3 separate regions of the Mus musculus genome follow, and all the other regions are linked to region 3. A link is a contact called in public promoter capture Hi-C data. All regions are on one chromosome and are shown on one strand. Each heading gives the region's core, a stretch centred on a gene start, on an enhancer-like site or on the middle of the called end of the contact. The rest is flanking DNA. Distances are from core to core; before and after follow the strand shown.

Region 1 (2,940 bases), core at 336-2,835, 250 kb after region 3:
ACAAGCAGGGCCTTAGTACGCAGTTTAATTGGTATAGTACTTCTTGCACACATGAGACCAGGGTCAGTCTCTATCATTGTATCAACTGGATGTGCTGACAGCTGCCTGTAACCCCAATACTTGGGAGGCAGAGGCAGGTAGATTAGAAATTCAAACTTATCCTCCGCTAGTTGGCAAGTTCAAGGCCAATCTGGACTACAGAAGGCCGTAATTCCAAACAAACAGACAAAGAAAACATAGCAAACAAATAGGAACAACAAGAAAATATTAGGGTTGGTGAGATGGCTCAGTGCTTAAGAGCACTAACTGCTCTTCCAGAGGTCCTGAGTTCAAGTCTCAGCAACCACATGGTGGCTCACAACTACCCATAAGGAGATCTGACGCCCTCTTCTGGTGTGTCTCAAGTCAACTACAGTGTACTTATGTATAATAATAAATAAATCTTTAAAAAAATTGGAAAACCACATTAGCCATTCTCTGGGGAACTGTCACCTTATTGGGTCTTGTAGGCATGGCCTGTTTTGGAAGCCTTGCCTGTTGACCTAGAGGGAGAATGAAGTAGAGGACAAATTTAGACTGCATTTAGAAGCAAAAATTCCAACAATGAGTGCTCCTGAGGCCAGGGACCCAGGGAACCTGATGCCTCATGCTGTCAGAATGCAAGATGAGACAGCAAAACGGAGCAGTCTCCTCACTGCTGTAGGCTGGACCACGGCTCCCCAACAGTTCTCAAGGCACTTAGGAAAGAGTGCTTGTCTGCAAGTAGGGTCTTTGTAGACAGACTGGAGCTGAAATGGCATCACTCAATGATGGAGGCGATTCCATTATGGCTGATATTTTTTATAGGAATATAAACAGATCTAGGGAGGAGACTGCCATGTGAAAACACAGATTCAGAAGGAAGATGCAGACTTAGGAAGAAGGATAAACAAAAATGGACGCAGAGATGGGAGCTGGGGAAGTTGGAGGAGTTTAGGGAGGCCCCACTGTTGGAAGCTGAGGAGTGGGCATGGGCCAGACAGCATCTTTACATCATGTGTTCAGCCCCCGGAGATGTAAGACAATAGTTTTCTCTCGTTTTAAGCCAGCAGTTTGTAGTGCTTTATTAAGTAGTCATAGGGAATGAGGATGCCCAGTTATGACTTTGTCTTTTAAAAATATCTCTCTGGGAGGATAGGCAGCTCAGCGAATATGAAAAGCCTCAGTGTGAGAAAACCATGACAACTAAAGGCCTGTTCAGCCAGCAATATAGGAGGCAATAGCATGTGCCAGTCTTGTGCCTTGGGGCACAGGGAGGAACCTCATTTTCAAGGCAGCATTGGAGATAAATTCTAACCAGAAGACAGATCCTCTGTTCCAAGGCTTTCAAATCCACGGCATTTTAATAATGTATCATTATCCCAATGCCTCAACTCCCAGGGTTCTTATCATCTAGGTTTTCAGATATTCCAGGAGAGGGCTAGGTCTTGTAGCTGCCAAGGTCTGTTCAGATTGGTCAAGCGTTTGTTTAGGCTGTTTAGGCTTCTGCTGTGATGAGCTGGTGACCATGGCATACTGACTGTCAAATGTTTGGGATTCCATATGGTTTGAGTGAGGCTGAGAAGAAAGAAAGAACAAGGCCGAGCCTGTTCAGAGCTTCCTGGCATGCTGGAAATAATAGTGTGCTAAACTCTGGGTCTTATAAACAGCTCTGACCTCTTGAAATAGAGCCTGTGGGGATTCTGGCTGTGGGGACTCACGAGAAGCAATGATTCTTTACATTTGACGTTTCCCTCCCCCTGGAAGGGTATCTATGGATGGATACCCAGGGAAGAGTGTCTATGAAAACTCCTGTCCTTTTTCTCTTGGAGAAAGATTGTTTAGTTCTGCTCTATCCTTTAATCACCAGAACGATAGGCTCTGTTCTACTCTGTTTCTCTGTGATGTGGACCTTAAAACTGAGTTATTAAGTCTGTCTATTTCTGGGGCTCAACTTAACTTTTTTACATTTGTTTATGTGTGTGTGTGTGTGTGTGTGTGTGTGTGTGTGTGTGTGTGTGTGTGCAAACGTCAAAGGACAAGAGACAATTCTTTCCTTCTACAGCGTGAGTCCTGAGGACTGGGGGTTGAATTTAGGTTTTCAGACTTGGCAGCAGGTACCGTTACCTGCTGAGTTGTCTCACTGCCCTCTGGTGTTCAGCTTTGAAGCCACTTACCCACAGGCATGTCTGCATTTCCAGGGATTATTGGTGATGCAGGGAGTGTTGTTATCCCTGTCTGCCTTGCTTCTAAACCTTCTCTTTGAACTGGTTAGGAATTTGCATTATGAAGAGGGTACAGTTTGTTGTGCTCCTTCAAGACCTCATTAGAAGGAAGAAAGATGGCGTTGGTAATGAATTGATCTTTTCTTCAGTGACTCTGTGAGCTGGGATTACAGTTTTCTAGCAAACTAATATATGAGAGTCAAGGATTGAGGGGACTGTACATAACTCGGAATGGTGGGAACTTGGAGGATACTGGGTTCCCAGGAATAACCTTTGGTTGATAGGAGAATGGCTTCCCCTGGCTCCCAGGCTGCTAAGACAGTGAAAATGCATTTGAACTGAATGATAAAGTAAACTATGGGATGCTTTTGTTCTTAGGAAGCTGAAGCATGGTGAGATAAAAGAGTTAGGTAGGAGATGGATTTGTCAGGACTTGTTTATCAAGTAGGGTTTTGGGCAAATCTACTGGGGATAGCTTCTAGGGTCCTGGTTTGGATAGAAGGGTGGTAATGTAAGACCTCAATAGCACTCTCTTCCCCCCCCCCCCCCACACACACCCCCCACAGGGGTTGGGTGCTTATGAAAGCCAGAAGAGGACGTTTATGAAGGTGGAGGTCAGTTTAGGATGGGAAAGGCCTAAGGTCTCTCTTTCCTCTCCCTGCTCTCTGTATTACAGAGATATGGATGAGCTCAAGTT
Region 2 (2,773 bases), core at 266-2,765, 250 kb before region 3:
GGGCAAGCCCCGGGGTTTGGGCTTGACAGGGGGCTTGGCTCGTGGGTCACCTTCGGAAGGAAGGATTCATTAGGAACTGTCAGAAGAACCATGAGACATAAATTCTTGTGACTCCTGCTGCACCGAATCTTCCACACTCCAACCTTGGAACCCATCGTTCTAGGTGCAAGTCAGTACCGCCTGTTCCAGGAAGGCTTCCTTGGTTTTTCACATCCCATTATATAGCCTACCTTCTCCAAACTCCTACAACGTGGGCTTTGACCCCTTATCCCTCTAGCATCCTATTTTGCTCCTAACACAGGTTCCTATCGAATGAATGAATGGAGCAGATAAGCATACCCACTTGCCTGGCCTCACCATACTGTCAGCCTGGGAACCCGATGGAGCCCTATTTCTTTACACCACATTTCCATAGTGAAGTTTTGACCCTAGCTGAGCTCCCCTTGTACACCCTGCTGCACCTCTTCCTCTTGCCACCTCAGTCATCCAGTTCATTATCAGGAATGCAAGCTTTCTATTGACCTATGTCAAACAGAAGTAAATCTGCCACAGGAAGGAAGAAGGAAAAAAAAAAAAAAAAAACAAGGGCAGAAATCCACCTTCTATATAAGGCATTGTAATGCCAAATAAAAGACCTTGGGAATTACTCACGGCCACAACCTTCTATAATAGAATCTTGTATCACCCACTCATTCAGCTAAGCATTTAAAAAGTCTAGACAGGGAGAAAGAAGGGCACTCCATTCTCCTTCTGTGCCTCAGTGTCTCCTCCTCCAAGGCTCCCTGGAGTTGTCTCAAAGGCTCTGCTTCCATACCGGCTGGGGCTCTACCTCACTCCCACCAGATGCCAAGGCCCGTGAGCACTCATTTCAGACTCACTGCCTCTCACCTCCACTGTCACTCCAGCTACCTGCCGGGACGGAAGAGGGGTGCAGCCTCCACCCCACCCCCGGCCCTCCTCCCAGCCAACGGCCCCACCCTGCACCCAGCACCCATTGGTACCTGGCTCGGAGCCAACAGGCGCCAGCTCCTCCTCCATATCCTGGGGCAGTGGGGAAGCCATGGCTGTGCCTTCCCTGAGAGTGGATCCTTTCATCACATAGGGCACACCCTGCCTGAGAAATAGGAAGCAGTGTGAGCCGGCCGAAGTGACTGAAGACCCAGGGAAGGGAGAGGTGGAGAAGGGAAAGCTGAGAAAGGCAACAGGCTTAGCCAAGGAAGTCTATTTCTAACCCAGGCAGTGTGGGACAGGAAGAGCGAACTCCAGGGGGAGGCCGGGAAGGTTCCCACAGCCACATCCTCAACTCTTGACACGACTCTCCAACCCTTGGCTCTGAACCTCAGTGATCCAGCACAGGAGGGAGCCACCTCCACCCACACCACCCCCAGGATCCGTCCTGTGATACCCTACTTACAGCTCCTGAGGCAACCCTCTCGGGTCAGGGAGCCCCACTAGAGGTGTCCACTCTGAGCGGAGCAAGAAGGCCAGAAACTCTCAAGTCTCTGGAATCACCTCATGGGACGGGAAAAACCCGCTCCTCCCCAACCTGGGGCTCCGCCCCACAGCCGGCCCCCCTCTTCCCATTCTCCTCCCTCCCTCCACGGCTGGGAGTGGCTCCCTACCCCCCCCCCATTCTCCTTTCACATCCCTGCCCCCCTCCAGCACTCAAGAGCTGTCTCATCCAAACACAGGGACATAAGAAATAAAAAGTAAGCATCTGGAATACATTTTTTTCCCTTTAATTTCTCAATCGTTTTGGCTTCAGCTTGGAATTTGATGAGGTAAAGCCAGGGCCTAGTCCTGTTACCATAGCAATGGCCTCCCACTGGATTTCCAGGGCCTAGCCAAGGGGAAGGAGGAGCCGGCCCAGGATGGGCAGGGAGGACAGACTGGGCTTGATTGCTTGTGGGGTGGGGGGTGTAACTGAGAGGAAAACTCCCTGGGGTTGCCCCTTCCAGGACAGTCAGGGAGGGACCTGCAAAAGCCTGTGACATAGGAATGGGTGTGCACCCTAAAGGAGTTTTGAGGGGTCAGAAGAAACTAAACCAGATGATAGCCACATGGTAGTAGCCTGTGCCAGGAGCCTCTGGAGCTGATATTGTAAGATCTAACAACTAAATGGGTCTGTCACTTCAGAGCTGTGCGACTAGTCTAAGGCATACTGCTTAAAAAAAAAAAAAAGTATTAAATGAGTTTCAAGTCAAACAATGCATGCAAAATACCAAGCCTGGAAGTGGTAAGTAACAGTTGGCCATTATTAATGTGACTCCATTCAGTGTCTCCCATGAGCTAACTAGCATCCTTGGTAACCACCTCTACCTACCTCTCCCCCTACCGTAGGCTGCGTCTCTAGACCATTCCTTCATGTCCCCCCCACCTCAAATTCTTCAGGCCTTCCACCCCCTCAGTTCCCACCCTGGCTGCTGAAGCACCCTCCCACTCTCAAGCCCCCCCTCCGGCTCTGGTGGTGACTAGTGAACACTGCTCCTCTGGTTCAAGAGCAAGGGAGACATGCCAAACACATGGAATGCACAGAGCCCTGGAGGGCAACCCAACCCTCTCCAACCTCAAGGCTCCCCTCCCACTCCAGCTGCTCTGAGAAGACAGTTCTCAATTCTAAGAGACCTGTGGTGCCCAGCCTTTGCAAAAGATGTCCCCATCCGCTTGACCCTGTCCCAGCTTATTTAAAGAGGGTACAGACAGTAACTCCGTCAATGTCAAAAGGCTGATCAGCCAACTACCAGGGGCTGTTTTCCTTGTATGTGGGTGAATA
Region 3 (2,918 bases), core at 2-2,501:
TGGTCTACAAAGTGAGTTCCAGGACAGCCAGGGAAACCCTGTCTCGGAAAGAAAGAAGGAAAGAAAGAAAGAAAGAAAGAAAGAAAGAAAGAAAGAAAGAAAGAAAGAAAGAAAGAAAGAAAGAAAGGGAGAGAGAGAGAGAGAGAGAGAGAGAGAGAGAGAGAGAGAGAGAGAGAGAGAGAAACATGAGGCCAGCAACCATCCCTTCTGTCTCCTGAGGAAGCCTTCCCCTCAATTCTGCAGACTAGAGGAGCACTTCGGGGAGACTCAAAGCCTAGCGGTACCAGCCCTGGCTCACGAGCATTTCTCCTCCACGATCTCTAATCCTGGCTCCATTCAGCGGTCTAGACATTCCTAAGGAAACTGCCCTTTTTTCATTCTTTCAGATAGTACCAAATAGTGTCTCATAGAAATGAACGTTCAAACGGAACAAGATTTCTGTTCCTTTTCTGCTCCTGCTGCCTGGCACTGGGCTAGTACAAAGTAGGCGTTTAGTAGCTGGAGCAGGACTGCATACAAATAACCTACTCAGAGCATAAATTGTTACTTCTCATCCAGGAACTAGTCTGTACGTTTTATTTCACGGTCTGTCCATTCACCACCCCACCGCCCAACATCACTCTTCTGTGGCCTCGGGTAATGTAGGTATCAAATTATGGGTGTATCCACTAGGCGGAGCAACAGAGCCCTTCCTGTGCCTTAGATAAGTTCCACTAATAAATTTCCAGCAGAAATTGAAAATGAAACCAGTTTGGAAAGCCCAATACATTGGAAACCATTTGGAAAGACCAGTTCATTCTCGTGGCCAGTACAGCTGATGACAACTTTTTTTGAAGCTGATGACAACTTTTTTTTCCAGACCTTCTCAATCAGGCCCCCTCCCTTCCTCCTCTCTTTCTCCCTCCTTCTCGCGCGCGCGCGCGCGCACACACACACACACACACACACACACACACACACCGCGCCTTTCTCCTCCCATTTCTCCATTGGGAAAAGGTGAGGATACCTGAGTTTCAGCCAGCCCTGGTACCCAAATAACAAAAAAAGCTCAGAGAGCAAGGGGGCAGGGGAGGGTTAGGGCAGGGCGGAAAGGTTAGGGCAGGGCGGGAAGGGGCACAAGGAAAGGGTCATCCTACATAGGCTTACTTTCGCCACTCGCTTGCTGGCCATCATCTCGGGTTGGAGCGTGGGGCACCAGCAGATTCCAGCAGGACACCGCTCTCTGAACTGCAGCTCCCGAGCCCCGCCCACGCTCCACTCCACCCACACCGACTCTAGCTGCAAAGACCTGCTCCCCACCCCTTTGGTGGATATCTGGAGGCTGCAGTCGAGTGCCCAGCTTGGCGATCTCGTATCTCAGCAACTCATGCTCCTTGCAGATCAGAGACTACGTCGGTGGAGCGCACTGCTCCTCTTGGTTCCTGCATCTTGCGGGGTACATCTCGTAGAAGCCAGGATGGGATTCATCTCCAGCCTCTGTCAGCTCCCCGGACGCTGAGAGCAAACTCGCCCAAAGCACAGATGAGATACTCTTGATGCAAAGTAGCTCCGGGGCAGGGCTCTCTGCGACCTCCGCAATGGAATTGTGAACCTACCACCTCTAAAGAAAGTCTCAGAATCCTGGGCCAAGTCACTTTGCCTTTGTGGGTTCAGTGCTCCGTTCTAAAAGAGAGTGGGGGGGGGGGGGTCAGTATAGACTTTATGTCCTCCGAGGACCGCTCCCTGAGTGGTACAGTCCAGCAGATGGGCAGAAACGCAGCGATGCTTCTTTTAGGTTGCTTGGTGCCCGAGCACCACTAGAGGACGCTGTTGGACTCATTCGCTTTTATTTTGGGCGTTCTGTGTTTTACTCTACTGAACACATAGAAAGTGTCTGCTGTGTGGCAATTTGGGAAAACGATGGGTGGCTGAAGCCTCGAGATAGATTTCAGGAGCCTATTATATTTTATCACCAACTGATTACAAACTATGGAACTACTGTGTGTCCAAATGAACAGCCAAGAAGTCTCTAGCCCTCTGCGCAAGAGTAAAGACCCCCCTCATCCCAGCTCAAGTCGAGGCCAAGGTGTAATAGCAGCCCCCAGCCTCTGGAAGAAGTTCTAGAGTTAGAAGGGAATCCACCTACCTGCCTCACCCATTCCAGCCCAGAAATTAGCATATTTTGAAGCCCAAGATTTTGACCCAGTAGGTCACATGATTTTTATTTTCCTGTCCAGGAACCAAATATCTGCTCTGCTTACATATAGGATGTGCTTGAAAAATGATTCTGGGGCTGGAGAGATGGCTCAGCAGTTAAGAGCATTGACTGCTATTACAGAGGTACTGAATTCAAATCCCAGTAACCACATGGTGGCTCACAACCATCTGAAATGAGATCTGACGCCCTCTTCTGGTGTGTCTGAAGACAGCTACAGTGTACTTACATATAGTAAATAAAGTAAATCTTGAAAAAGAAAAAAAGATTCTGGGTTCTTTTTTCAGTTCAATAACTTTAACCAGATACCTTCTAAATGCCAGCAATAAGCAGGACACCATCAGCAATCCCTAAATATAGTTTGGAGATAAGGGCATTTGAACCCATTTCTGGTTAGTAGTCTTAGTTAACACCAAGTGCCAGGTACTATCGATGGAACACATCAGATGGAGAAATTGTGGTGTTTGTCCTCTGAGGGGCTCTCAAGCAGTTGAAACACAGAGAGAAAATTTCCCTTCAGTATTTTTTACTTATTTATTTATTTATTTATTTATTTTCTATATATGAATAAATTGTAGCTATCTTCAGACACACCAGAAGAGGGCACCAGATCTCATTACAGATGGTTGTGAGCCACCATGTGGTTGCTGGGAATTGAACTTAGGACCTCTGGAAGAGCAGTCAGTGCTCTTAACAATTGAGCCATCTCTCCAGCCCCAGTATT

What was found. Promoter capture Hi-C pulls out the DNA fragments that hold promoters and counts their contacts.
Region 1: a contact with region 3 is called in a promoter capture Hi-C map of cranial neural crest. The contact joins the enhancer-like site here to the promoter of Ube2l6 in region 3. A contact is called at or near these places in 2 of 39 promoter capture datasets (cranial neural crest and maxillary cranial neural crest), 1 of 484 Hi-C or Micro-C datasets (uterus), 3 of 115 datasets of contacts at active chromatin or transcription factors (bone marrow-derived macrophages, embryonic stem cells and microglia) and 2 of 9 other capture datasets (adipose tissue and liver).
Region 2: a promoter capture Hi-C map of pre-B cells shows a contact between it and region 3. The contact joins the promoter of Tnks1bp1 here to the promoter of Ube2l6 in region 3. A contact is called at or near these places in 2 of 39 promoter capture datasets (hematopoietic stem and progenitor cells and pre-B cells), 2 of 115 datasets of contacts at active chromatin or transcription factors (embryonic stem cells and memory CD8 T cells) and 2 of 9 other capture datasets (adipose tissue and liver).

What each region holds. Positions count from the first base shown.
Region 1 is chr2:84,543,581-84,546,520 of GRCm38.p6, reverse strand. No RefSeq gene overlaps it. Among named protein-coding and RNA genes, the nearest start is that of Gm13710, 38 kb to the right of the region's middle. Within about 2 kb of position 1,585, at least 26 of the 459 cell types and tissues checked have an H3K27ac peak or open chromatin away from gene starts, as enhancers often do.
Region 2 is chr2:85,049,202-85,051,974 of GRCm38.p6, reverse strand. It overlaps Tnks1bp1 (tankyrase 1 binding protein 1), which reads right to left and starts at 1,515. Exons shown (of 12, transcript NM_001081260.2): 1 at 1,415-1,515; 2 at 1,002-1,114; 3 at 1-50. The coding sequence starts at 1,095.
Region 3 is chr2:84,797,161-84,800,078 of GRCm38.p6, reverse strand. It overlaps Ube2l6 (ubiquitin-conjugating enzyme E2L 6), which reads right to left and starts at 1,251. Exons shown (of 4, transcript NM_019949.2): 1 at 1,147-1,251. The coding sequence starts at 1,173.